4 separate regions of the Mus musculus genome follow, and regions 2, 3 and 4 are each linked to region 1. A link is a contact called in public HiChIP or PLAC-seq, Micro-C and promoter capture Hi-C data. All regions are on one chromosome and are shown on one strand. The core of a region is the stretch at or near the end of the contact, and the rest is flanking DNA. Distances in the headings are between cores, read along the strand shown. Region 1 holds the start of Cog2 (component of oligomeric golgi complex 2). Region 2 overlaps Egln1 (egl-9 family hypoxia-inducible factor 1). Region 3 holds the start of Tsnax (translin-associated factor X). Region 4 holds the start of Galnt2 (polypeptide N-acetylgalactosaminyltransferase 2).

Region 1 (2,700 bases), core at 80-2,579:
TTCTATGGCTTCAACAAAACACAATGATCAAAAAGCAAGTTGAGGAGGAAAAGGTTTATCTGGCTTACACTTTCAGATCACAGTTCATCATTGGAGGAAGTCAGGACAGCAACTCAAGCAGGGCAGGAACCTAGAACAGGAGCTGATACAGAAACCATGGAGGGTGCTGCTTGTTAGCTTGCTTCCCATGGCTTGCTCAGCCTGATTTCTTAATGAACCCAGGACCACCAGCTCAGGGATGGCCCCACCCACAGTGGGCTGGGTCCTCCCTCACAGAGCACTAATTGAGAAAATGCCTTACAGCTGGATCTCATGGAGGCATTTCCTCAGCTGAGACTCTCTTCTCTCTGATGACTCTAGCTTGTGTCAATTTGACACGCAAAGCCAGCCAGTACACCACTGAATCTTTGCAGCAATTCCAGGGTTAGCACACTAGGCTGAACACAGTCAGGTTCTTTGATAAAGGATGGAGGAAAATATCAGAAGGGAACAGCAAGTTCTAGCCCCAAGCTTCTAGGAATCAGGCAGGTTTCCCAGGAGTCTTTGTTTCTCTCTTGGCGAGCACCTCGGGTCCCTCCCTTGGTACCTCCAATTTGCCACTCTGAAATTATAGCGAGAGGCTGAATGCCACATCTCTCAGACTAATAATAACAGCAGAGAACTGTTCGCTTTGTTAGGTTCGAGGATAATACTTTGAGTTGGCAAGAAGGGCTTTGTTTGATCTTTTACAGGAGGAATCGCTAAATAAGGTGTTGGTGAAGTGTTCTAACAATATCTTCCCATGACAGCTATGATGGTGGTGGTAGCCTGGGTAAAGAGGACCTGGAGACAGGCTGGGGGTTACTAGAGCATGGTCAGCGTATGGCGAGTTCACGTTGCCTAAACTTGTGAGGGTGAAAGATTTGGTAATAAGAATAAAATATTAACAAGAAAGCAAGACTTCTTTGCTACACACAAACCAACATGTTAGGGACATCGGCTGCAGTCCAGCCTATCCAGCACATGCTCAGGCGATAGGGTCTCTGAATTTTACCCCAACATTCAGTTAGAGGGATGGTGTCCTGTTTGGTCTAAACTGAAATACAAAGGGATCACTTTCCTCTGACCATCTTTAAGGGCAGTGACGTTTTCTCTCCTCACCAGGAGAAAAGAACAAGGCTGTCCTGGTTCTTGACTTTTCTCCCAGGCCAGCTGCCTCGGTGCATGCGTGAGGCTGCAGTACCACGCTCGACTCCCGGAGGCAGTAGCGCCAGGCTGGGAGCTTCCGGCTCGAGGGCGCCGCTCTTATCACCAACAGTGCGCAGCCGCCCGCGACGCTCGTCTATTGGCTGTCGCTCGCTGCTGCCATACTGGCGGAAGCGGAAGTGGAGCTGGGACGCTGGGGGTGGGCTGGGCTGCCGCGTCCCCTGCGGTCTTGGCCTTGAGGGGCGGCGGCCGGCGTGATGGAGAAACGCAGGATGAACCTGCCTACGGGGCCGGACACGCTGTGCTTCGATAAGGACGAGTTCATGAAGGTGAGGGCACCCGGCAGATCGCCGCTGAGTTGGCCGGACGCTGAGGCCCGGTGGTTCCCAGAGGCTCCGGCGGGTGTCAGGGACGTGGGATGGAAGGTGGCAGGGGTGTCCAGGCTGAAAACGCTCTGACATTAAGAAGTGGGAACCTGACAGCCTCGCCACGCTGCAACCCAGCGGCCCTGCTTACAAATCTAAACCGAAAACACTTGGCTGATAACATTTCACCGAGCAGGCACAGCCTCCGAACGGCGCAGGCTTTGAGCCTGTTAGTTGTACCTCTCCGCTGTTGTCACTTAAAACAACCCCAAACATATTTACACCCGCTTTCTTTCTCGAGACAGGGAGGGTTTTGAGTTGTAGCCCGGACGGGTCTCGATCCTCCTGTCTTAAGGGCAGAAATGGCAACTGTGAGCTAAAAGTTTGTGCCATTTAATAGTTGCGATTTGAGGGACCATTTCAAAGCTGGTTCCGAGGTTAGGAATTTCTTTCTGTCTCTTTGGCACATAAAATACTAAGCAAACGAGTCCAAGTCTTACTGTATAGAGTGTGTGTGTATGTGTGTGTGTGTTGTGTTTGCATGTGTGCACCCTGCTCCCCTTTCACAATCGAATTTTTCCCTCTGACTTAATTGGCCTATCTCTGTTCTGGTATTTGCATTTAGTTGACATGGCCAAAGAAAGCGCTGAGGTTTTGGTGTTTGGATTTTAATTTATATGTGACTTCTGTACTGTGCCCACGTAGGTTTCCATGTGTGAAAGGCTTTTTTGTGTGTATGTGTCTGCCTTCCTGAGTTTATGTGCACAGTGTGTGCAGAAGCCCTCAGAGGCCAGAAGACTGTGGGGTTCCCTAGAACTGGAGTTACAGGTGCTTGTGAGCTGCCCTGTGGGTGCTGGGAGCCAAACCCTGGTCCTCTGTTAAAGTAGTAAGCACTCTTAACTGCTGAGCCATCTCCAATAAATGAGGTTCAAATGGGATGCTTGAAATAATGATTCAGAAAGCCCCTGTTACATCCTGTGACTTATGGATACCTTGGAAAGAGGGTTAAAAAAAAAGAGCCAAAGGTACATGACAGGGACAAGAGTCTGGAGGAAGAAAGCTTGCCCGGGGATCGTGGCCTGTTTTTACTTTAGGTGAGAAAACTTACTGTGTTCACTGTTCACCATTTAACTCAGGCCTCCTGCAGGCC
Region 2 (2,700 bases), core at 81-2,580, 410 kb after region 1:
GTACTCTGCAAGAGCAACAAGTGTTCTTAACCACTAGGCCATCTCTTCTGTCCCTTACCAGACTGGGATATTTTTTAAAATATGTATTTCTATTACTTGAGTGATCTAGGTGCCCTGGTGCCATGAGATGTGTGTGAAGTCAGAGACAGCTCTCAGGAGACTTCTGTTCTGCCTCCTTGTGCAATCCTAGGACTGACCACCAGGTCTGTGCAAGACCAGGTCTGTGTCTACCAGCTTTGCCATCCCACTGGCTGTCCCCCTGCCCCCGACAGCCACTGGCTCCTTAATGGCATCCTTAGGGAAGCAAAATATTTTAATATTGACAAAGCCCAATTCTTCAATGTTTTTCTCTAGAGGTCATCTGTGGTGTGTGTGTATGTGTGTTCTAAGATACCTTTATCTAGAGTTCACAAAGATTTGCTCTTACATTTTCTTGTAAATGTTATAGGTCTGGGGTTCACTGGAGGCGTGGGACCCATTCTGAGCTAATACTGGTATGTACAGGGTCAAGGTGTCCATGGAGATGGCTCTCTAGAATTATCCACCAGAAGGAGACATAACAAAAACTGCACTGCACTGAATTGTCTTGGTTTCTTGTTTTTTTAGTTAAAAAAAAAAAGAATAATCTGGGCTGGAGAGGTGGCTCAGTGAACATTTATTTACTGTTCTTGCAGAGGACCTGAGTTCAATTTCCAGCACCTATACAGAAACTCACAATTGTTACTAACTCCAGTTCCCTCGGAGGACCCAATGGCCCAGCCTGACCTCTGAGGGCACCCAGCATAACATGGCAGTAAAACACCCATACATATAAAGTTTTTTTAAATAGAAAAAAAAAAATCAATTGAACCAAGCATGGTGGCTCGCATCTGTTGTACCAGCACTTTGGAGGCTGAAACTGAGGACTGCCACAAGTTTGGGGTCATCCTGGGCTACATTTAAGTTTGAGGCCTGTTTGAGCTTTCATCCAGACACACACACACACACACACACACACACACACACAACTGATCCTGTGAGTGTGTATCTACTTCTGAACTCCAGTACAGAGTCCCATCAATGCAGATATTTGACTCACTGTTACCAAGGAGTCCCTAGAACTGCCAAGATCTATTCCTACTCTGCATGACTTTGATCCTCTGTGTTTCCTGAGACTTGAGTCACAGCTCGGGACATGGTGTTCAATGTCCCACTGTTACTGCAGGATGAGCACAGGCCAGGCCAGGTGATAAGCTGAGGTTTATTTGTCCTAACAATGAGTACTAAGGTCTCCCGATGCCACAACTGGCCATCAGCCCACTGGCCATTTCAGTTCCCTTTTTTTCCCTACAGTTTACAGCTTAGTGGTATATTTATAGTAATAGTAAACCTTACAAAGTCACAAAGCAGCAACCTTTCCCTGTGACAGGCAAGATTCTACAGCTGAAATACACACGTGCAATATCCAAATTCTAAAGAAGTGATATCTCCAAAGACAAAGGACTAAGGCCATACTAACTGTCACACACACACACACACACACACAAACGTGTATATAGCATATATTTCTACAACAAATAAATATATATGCACACATGGCCTAAAGAGCTGTTTTGTAAACAGATGACACAGCTTTACCCATTGTCAACAAAAGCTATTTTTAAAATACGTAAGCAGAGTAGACTACACCTTCCAGGTCTGTCGTTTCCACTGTGCAGACCAAGTGGGCACAGTGGCTCCCACTCAGAAGGATGAAGCAGGAGAACCACCCCAAGTTCAAGGCCAGCCTCAGCTATATACTTAAGTTCAAGACCAGGCGATTGTTATCTCCTGTACAAAGCACAACAAACAAACAAAGAGACACACACAAACCCAACTAGGGGCTAGAGACAGAGCTCATCAGTGAAGGGCGAGTACTGTTCTTCCAGAGGACCTGAACTCAAGTTTCCATGTTAGGCAGTTCACAACCACTTACAACTCTAGCTCCAAGGGGATTGGACCCCTGGGCACCAACACTCATTTGCACATACATACGCATAGTTTAAAAGAATGGATTCTTGGGCTGGAGAGATGGCTCAGTGGTTAAGAACACCAACTGCTCTTCCAGAGGTCCTGAGTTCAATTCCCAGCACCCACATGGTAGCTCACAGCTATCTGTAATGGGACCTGATGCCCTCTTCTGGTGTGTCTGAAGACAGTTACAGTGTATTCATATAAATACAATATATATATATATAAAGAATAGATACTAAAAGAAAATCAAACCAAACTTGGTCCCACAAGAAATGTCTTAAAGTCCAAAGTAACACAGGCTTCTCAAAATGCAATTTTTTTTGATGAGAGAAAACAGTTACCATATGAATTAACATCAAGTCAGTCTACAAGTCTGACAATAAGCCAATGGCAGGTGTGACTAAGGCTAAAGAAGTCACACGGGGGCGGGGCGGAGTGGGACATGGCAAAGCTACCCCAAAGTAGCAGCCATTATTTTATAATTTAGTTTCCAAAGCTTCCTCAGACTGGGTGTGACCCTGGGATTGATTCTCAGCAAGGAACAAAAACAGAGTAGGAGTCTACACACCTTAAAATAAACCTTAGGGGCTGGACCGTGGTGGTGCATGCCTTTAATCCCAGCACTTGGGAGGCAGAGGCAGGCGGATTTCTGAGTTTGAGGCCAGCCTGGTCTACAGAGTGAGCTCCAGGACAGCCAGGGCTACACAG
Region 3 (2,700 bases), core at 82-2,581, 490 kb after region 1:
CAGGGCAAGTACTTCACCTACTGAGCAATCCCTGTAGCCCCACATCGTCAAAAATAGTGGAATACTGGTTTTGTGTGTCAACTTGACACAAGCTGGAGTTATCACAGAGAAAGGAGCCTCCCTTGAGGAAATGCCTCCATGAGATCCAGCTGTAAGACATTTTCTCAACTAGTGATCAAGGGGGGAGGGCCCAGCCCATTGTGGGTGGTGCCATCCCTGGGCTAGTGGTCCTGGGTTCTATAAGAAAGCAGGCTTAGCAAGTCAGAGGAAGCAAGCCAGTAAGAAACACCCCTCCATGGCCTCTACATCAGCTCCTGCCTCCAAGTTCCTTCCTGTGTGAGTCCCTGTCCTGATTTCCTTTGGCATGAATAACGATGTGGAAGTATAAGCTGAATAAACCCTTTCCTCCCCAACTTATTGGTCATGTTTTGTGCAGGAATACAAACGCTAAGACAACTGGTGAATGTGGGCTCAGAAGTCACAGAAATTCAAGATGGTTATGTGTCCAACATTCATCCATTGTTGTTCCCCCACAGCCTTTTCATGCAGGACTCTGCCCAAACCATCTAGCTTTTTGCTGATTCAATGGTGACAGCTTATGGCCTGATTTTTGAGCTGGGAGACCCTCCTGTGATGCTGTTGTGGCCTTGACTTCACTGGCTAATTCTACGTATATCATTTCCATAAGTGTGTCTGTTCCTAAGTTAACAAGAACAGACTGTGTGACTAAAATGTCTGTAACATGCACATGGCTGAACTTGACTCAAGATGTTGGGCTTTGTTCAATAAGTAATCTTAATTGAGCATGGTCTCTAATGGGCTGCTGGAAGCCTCAAAGGAATGGTACTAGCTAGGTGAGGTAGCATGTGCTCAAACAACAGCCTTAGGGCTTGACAATGTGACCAAACTTTCCATCTATTCCAAAGCTGCTTCTCTTCGAAGACCTTGCGACACTTCCAGGTGCCACGCACCCAGCACATGCCAAGGGCATGCATGGACGCAGGAGGCTGCTCAGAGAGGCGAGGGGACAGGAGGCCGCTGCCCGCGACAGGACTACACAGCTCAGGTAGGCACTCAACGGCTTGCACCACAACCTGGCACACCGGAAGCATGCGCGACTGAGAGAGAGCGCCGGGTAGGCACTTGGACGTGGGAGAAGCCGGGACACAGACCGGAAGTATGTGCAGCACAGGGAGCGCGCCGGGAGCCCGGCCGGAAACGTGCGCTGCTGCAGGAGCGCGCCCGCCCGCATGCCCGCCCAGGCGGTGTGGGACACGGGCCGGAAGTGTGTGCGGCCGAGGGGACTCCGCGGCGGACGCAGCTCCCGGCTGAGGCTGCGTGAAGGATCCGCTTCCGGCGGCCGCCTACTGCGACCAGGGTGGTGTGCGCTGTCACCCACGGGCTCAGCGCGGCGTCCCGCGACGGCCTTTCGCTGAGCTGGCCCGGCGGCTGCGATCCCTGCGCGTGCAAGCCGAGGCCCCGCGGCCATGAACGGCAAAGAAGGTGCGGGGCCGGCGCGTGGAGGGGAGGGGCTGGCAGGGCCTGGCCCCTGTGCTCGGCTGTCACCGTGCCATCCATCGCACGCCCCCAGGGGACCCTGCGGACCGACCCAGAGCGCAGCCGGGTGCCTGGGGTCTCAAGCCGCGTTTTGTGCGACCCCTGCACCAGTGCACGAGTTTGGGGACCTGTGTGTGGCTGGAGAGGTCGAGCCCTGTGGGTACCGGGGGACGAAGGGGATAGCCTGGGCTGTGCTAGCGCGGCATCGCAAGGGCTCCATCCATCTCTTCTTTTCTGCCTAAGGACCAGGAGGGTTCAGGAAGAGGAAGCATGACACCTTCCCACATAACCAAAGGAGAGAGGGGAAGGATGCCAGTTTGTCTTCGCCGGTGATGCTGGCCTTCAAATGTAAGTTTCCATTAGGAGAATTAGAACCATAACCGTAACAATCGTGTCGCCGTAGTGTTCGGGTGTGGGGTCGGTTAGGGAGCCTTTAGTCCATGCCGATGTAAGGCTTAGTTTTCCTGAATGTTTCGTGTTGGTGCTAGGTCTGCCCAGAAAAAAAAAAAATCTGTATTCTAAACATTCCGATATCAGGATAACTTGACCAAGTTAATAGAACAAGAATACCAGTGTACATGTATGTACGAGATTCACTAATAGTTCCTGTTCTATGCAGAGTGCTACCTCAAAATAAGTCTTGCCAGTCTAGTAACCAATCTAACACACTCTAAATATAAATATATGTGCTAGTAAATGGTAAGTGTGAAGATGATGTTACATACAGAACAGTTGGTAAGAATGTGGCAGATATTTCCATATTATTTAACATTTAATGCTTTTTATGTGGGACTTTTTACTGTTTACTAATGTTAATATAGGCCACCATAGTCAAGGGCTTTGGGATATAGATGTTTGCCACTTTGCATTTGCTAAAAGTAACGCAAAGTAAAAACTGCTTCATATTTAGGAAGAAAGAATTAGGTTGCACCTTGTAAAGAGAAGGGTCCCAGCTAATGTGTGGACAGTTTTGTTTTTGTTTTTGTGTTTTTTTCTTTTTTGTTTTTGTTTTTTTTTTCGAGACAAGGTTTCTCTGTGTAGCCCTGGCTGTCCTAGAACTCACTCTGTAGACCAGGCTGACCTCGAACTCAGAAATCCACCTGCCTCTGCCTCCCAAGTGTTGGGATTAAAGACGTGCGCCAC
Region 4 (2,700 bases), core at 181-2,680, 290 kb before region 1:
TTCCTCTTCCACACTCAGCAATATGACTAACTTTCTGTTTTGCTTTTGTAGTAGCAGTTTTGCTGTCCTTTGACTTCTCAGATAGGAAGCATTTGGAGGCAGGGCTCCGGGTGGGGACTTTCTCTTCTGTCCTCTGCAGTTTTCAACAGATACTGATGCTGATGCTATGCTGGGGGAGGGGCCACTTGCTTGTCTCTTTCCTGCTCTTTGGGGTTTGTCCTGCTTCCTCTTCTTTCCCTTCACTCCCAGGCCTCTGAGGGGCAACAGTTGTTCCCACTTATCTGACTGTCCCCAAGACTCTTGGGTGTTTTCAAGCCTGTCATCTCTTCAGTATTTTACAAATCTCTTCCCTGGTCAGTACAGTGCTCGGATTCTAGTACTTGGAACGGAACTTCTTAGGGTATGAGAAACCTGTCTTCTGTGAAGGGTGTTTGCAGAATGGGGTGCCTGGTGGAATGGGGTGCCTGGTGGAATGGGATGTCTTCAGGAATGGGGTGTCTTCAGGAATGGGGTGTCTGGTGGAACTAAGAGGCTTTCCCTTCTCACTTCTGAGAAGTCTGAAGTTCAGGTGAGGCTCAGAATCCTGGTAGCCCAAGGCTTGCGGTGCTCTTTGTTCAGGATTGGGCAGACTGCCGCCCAGGGAGTTCCTTCCTCCTGCAGTGTGGGCAGATCTCAGAAATATTTGCAGGCTCTCAAGTACTGGAAATTCTTTTCCAGACACAGGGACTTAGAGTCACAAGGTCATGGACAAGGTTACAGTCACCAGAGCTGCTGTCAGGGAACTCGCTGCTGCCTGCTCTATTAAGTGGGTTACTATGCTCACCTCATTCCTTCAAGAAAGCAACCAATAAAAAACCGAAAAGATTTAAAAACATAAATTACCATCTATCTCCCCTCTTTTTCACGTTTATTTAAAACCACCACCATTCCATTTTGCTTTTAAGAGCAGGAAGGGTCATCCTTACAAGCAAGCGCCTTGAAATCTACCTTCCCTGTCTTAGTCTTGTTCAGACCACAGGGCAGTGCATTCCTGTTATCCCAGGACTCAGAAGTCTGATGCAAAAGGAGTGCTGCGAGATTGAGGCCAGCATGGGCTGGATGGTGAGTTCGAGGTCAGTCTGGATTATAGGATGAGACCTTATATTAAAAAAGAGAAAGCACAAATAAAAAATAAAAACCCAAGAACCCACTATTGCCCAAATAGTGAATGTGACGGATGGCGGGCCGGGGCGATCTCTGCAGACTGGCCCATTCCAAGTCTTTGGGGAACCGCGCGTCCGCGCCCGCTGCCTCCACCTGCCACTCCCGGGGGCGCGCAGTGGGCGGGGCGCCGCTGCCATGGAGACTCGGCTCCGCCCCCGCGCCCGCCCCTCAGCGTCGATTGGTCGCCCTTTGCTCCCTGACCCCGCCGCTGGGCCGCCGCTTCCTGCCGGGCGCCGAGCGCCGAGCGCCGAGCGCCGCCCGCCGAGCGCCGCGTCTTCCCGCGCCGCCGCCCCGAGCTCCGCCCGCCGCGCGCTCCGCCCGCCGCGCCGCCAGGCTGCCCGGCGGCCGCCCAGAGCGAGGATGCGGCGGCGCTCGCGGATGCTGCTGTGCTTCGCGCTGCTCTGGGTCCTGGGCATCGCCTACTACATGTACTCGGGGGGCGGCTCCGCGCTGGCCGCGGGCGGGGGCGGCGCCGGCAGGAAGGTGAGTGCCGCGAGGCCTGTGCGCCGACCCGGGCCTGCAGCGGGGAGGCGCCGTGCACCGAGAGTGCTCCCCGGCTCGGGGCAGCAGATGTGGGGACCCTGGCCGGGACGCGCGCCTCAAGTTTTCTCCGGGCCCTCAGGCCAGCGGCGCGAGCTCCGGCCCTGTCCGGCTCACCCGCGGCTCTGGGTGCAGCGACTTGCCTCCCGCATGCGGGGCGCGGGCACCCGGAGCCACGTACCGCCCTGCGCCAGGATCTTGGAGGCTGTTATCTCGCTGGCGACACTGCGCTCCACTCCCTGTGCCGGGATCATAGGGACAACCCTTCCGCCGGACTCCCTGCCCCCTGCTCCGTACTCCGCCCAGATCACCCCGGAGCCCCACTCCCTGCTCCGGGATCTTGGGGATCGTTGTCACCCGAAACCCGGTGCTCCCCGAGCCACATTCCGCCCAACTGGAACCCGCGACCCTCTCGTCTTGCGCCCAGATCTTGGGGACCTTGGTCGGGCTGGAACCCTGGTGCTCCAGTGATCAGAGGCGTGATCCCTCCCTATCCTCCCCATCCAGCACCCCGGCAGTGAGGTCGTACCGTGGTTCTGTCAGACCTCCCGTTCTACTTGCTACACTGCCCACCTCGGCCCTTGGCCGCTCACGGCGGCGGGAACTACCTAGCCTTTTGCGCTTGCATTTCCTAACCCCAAGTCCGCATTTCCTAACCCCAAGTCCCTCCTCGGTGTGTGTCTCTGGTGGGTTCGGTAGTGAGGCCGGGAGTCTTAGAGCTTACAGGTTCTGATTCGGCAGTCATCTCGGCTTGGGTACCGAGTGGACACCGAGCGAGCGTGGGATCCTTGCCTTGGTTGGTGCTGTCTAGGCTGTTGTATTCTCTCCTGAGGGGTTTGTGGTGTTTTACTAGCTAACGAGCTTCGAAATATAGTTATCTTTTCCAAAGATTTGTAGCCCTCCTTACTTGATTTTGAGTAACAGTACACGACCAGAAAAGAATGGAGGTAGATCGCG

Evidence for each region. Promoter capture Hi-C pulls out the DNA fragments that hold promoters and counts their contacts. A called contact is a pair of places that touch in the nucleus more often than the background predicts. HiChIP or PLAC-seq counts read pairs in DNA pulled down with a chosen protein or histone mark.
Region 2: an H3K4me3 HiChIP or PLAC-seq map of bone marrow-derived macrophages shows a contact between it and region 1, with 10 times the contacts expected there. The contact joins the enhancer-like site here to the promoter of Cog2 in region 1. A contact is called at or near these places in 4 of 39 promoter capture datasets (embryonic stem cells, liver and stem cell-derived epiblast-like cells) and 1 of 115 datasets of contacts at active chromatin or transcription factors (bone marrow-derived macrophages).
Region 3: a contact with region 1 is called in a Micro-C map of embryonic stem cells, with 4 times the contacts expected there. The contact joins the promoter of Tsnax here to the promoter of Cog2 in region 1. A contact is called at or near these places in 2 of 39 promoter capture datasets (liver and stem cell-derived epiblast-like cells) and 2 of 484 Hi-C or Micro-C datasets (both in embryonic stem cells).
Region 4: a promoter capture Hi-C map of liver shows a contact between it and region 1, with 3 times the contacts expected there. The contact joins the promoter of Galnt2 here to the promoter of Cog2 in region 1. A contact is called at or near these places in 4 of 39 promoter capture datasets (liver, pre-B cells and stem cell-derived epiblast-like cells), 3 of 484 Hi-C or Micro-C datasets (CD4 T cells and embryonic stem cells), 1 of 115 datasets of contacts at active chromatin or transcription factors (intestinal villus epithelium) and 1 of 9 other capture datasets (adipose tissue).

What each region holds. Positions count from the first base shown.
Region 1 is chr8:124,519,438-124,522,137 of GRCm38.p6, forward strand. It overlaps Cog2 (component of oligomeric golgi complex 2), which reads left to right and starts at 1,330. Exons shown (of 18, transcript NM_029746.3): 1 at 1,330-1,514. The coding sequence starts at 1,443.
Region 2 is chr8:124,931,386-124,934,085 of GRCm38.p6, forward strand. The region is part of intron 1 of Egln1 (egl-9 family hypoxia-inducible factor 1); the gene reads right to left. Among named protein-coding and RNA genes, the nearest start is that of Gm46060, 15 kb to the right of the region's middle. Within about 2 kb of position 1,331, at least 3 of the 459 cell types and tissues checked have an H3K27ac peak or open chromatin away from gene starts, as enhancers often do. A contact at or near this core is called in bone marrow-derived macrophages, where this site is marked.
Region 3 is chr8:125,011,710-125,014,409 of GRCm38.p6, forward strand. Tsnax (translin-associated factor X) reads left to right here and starts at 1,332. Exons shown (of 6, transcript NM_016909.3): 1 at 1,332-1,503; 2 at 1,801-1,905. The coding sequence starts at 1,488.
Region 4 is chr8:124,229,964-124,232,663 of GRCm38.p6, forward strand. Galnt2 (polypeptide N-acetylgalactosaminyltransferase 2) reads left to right here and starts at 1,431. Exons shown (of 16, transcript NM_139272.2): 1 at 1,431-1,686. The coding sequence starts at 1,564.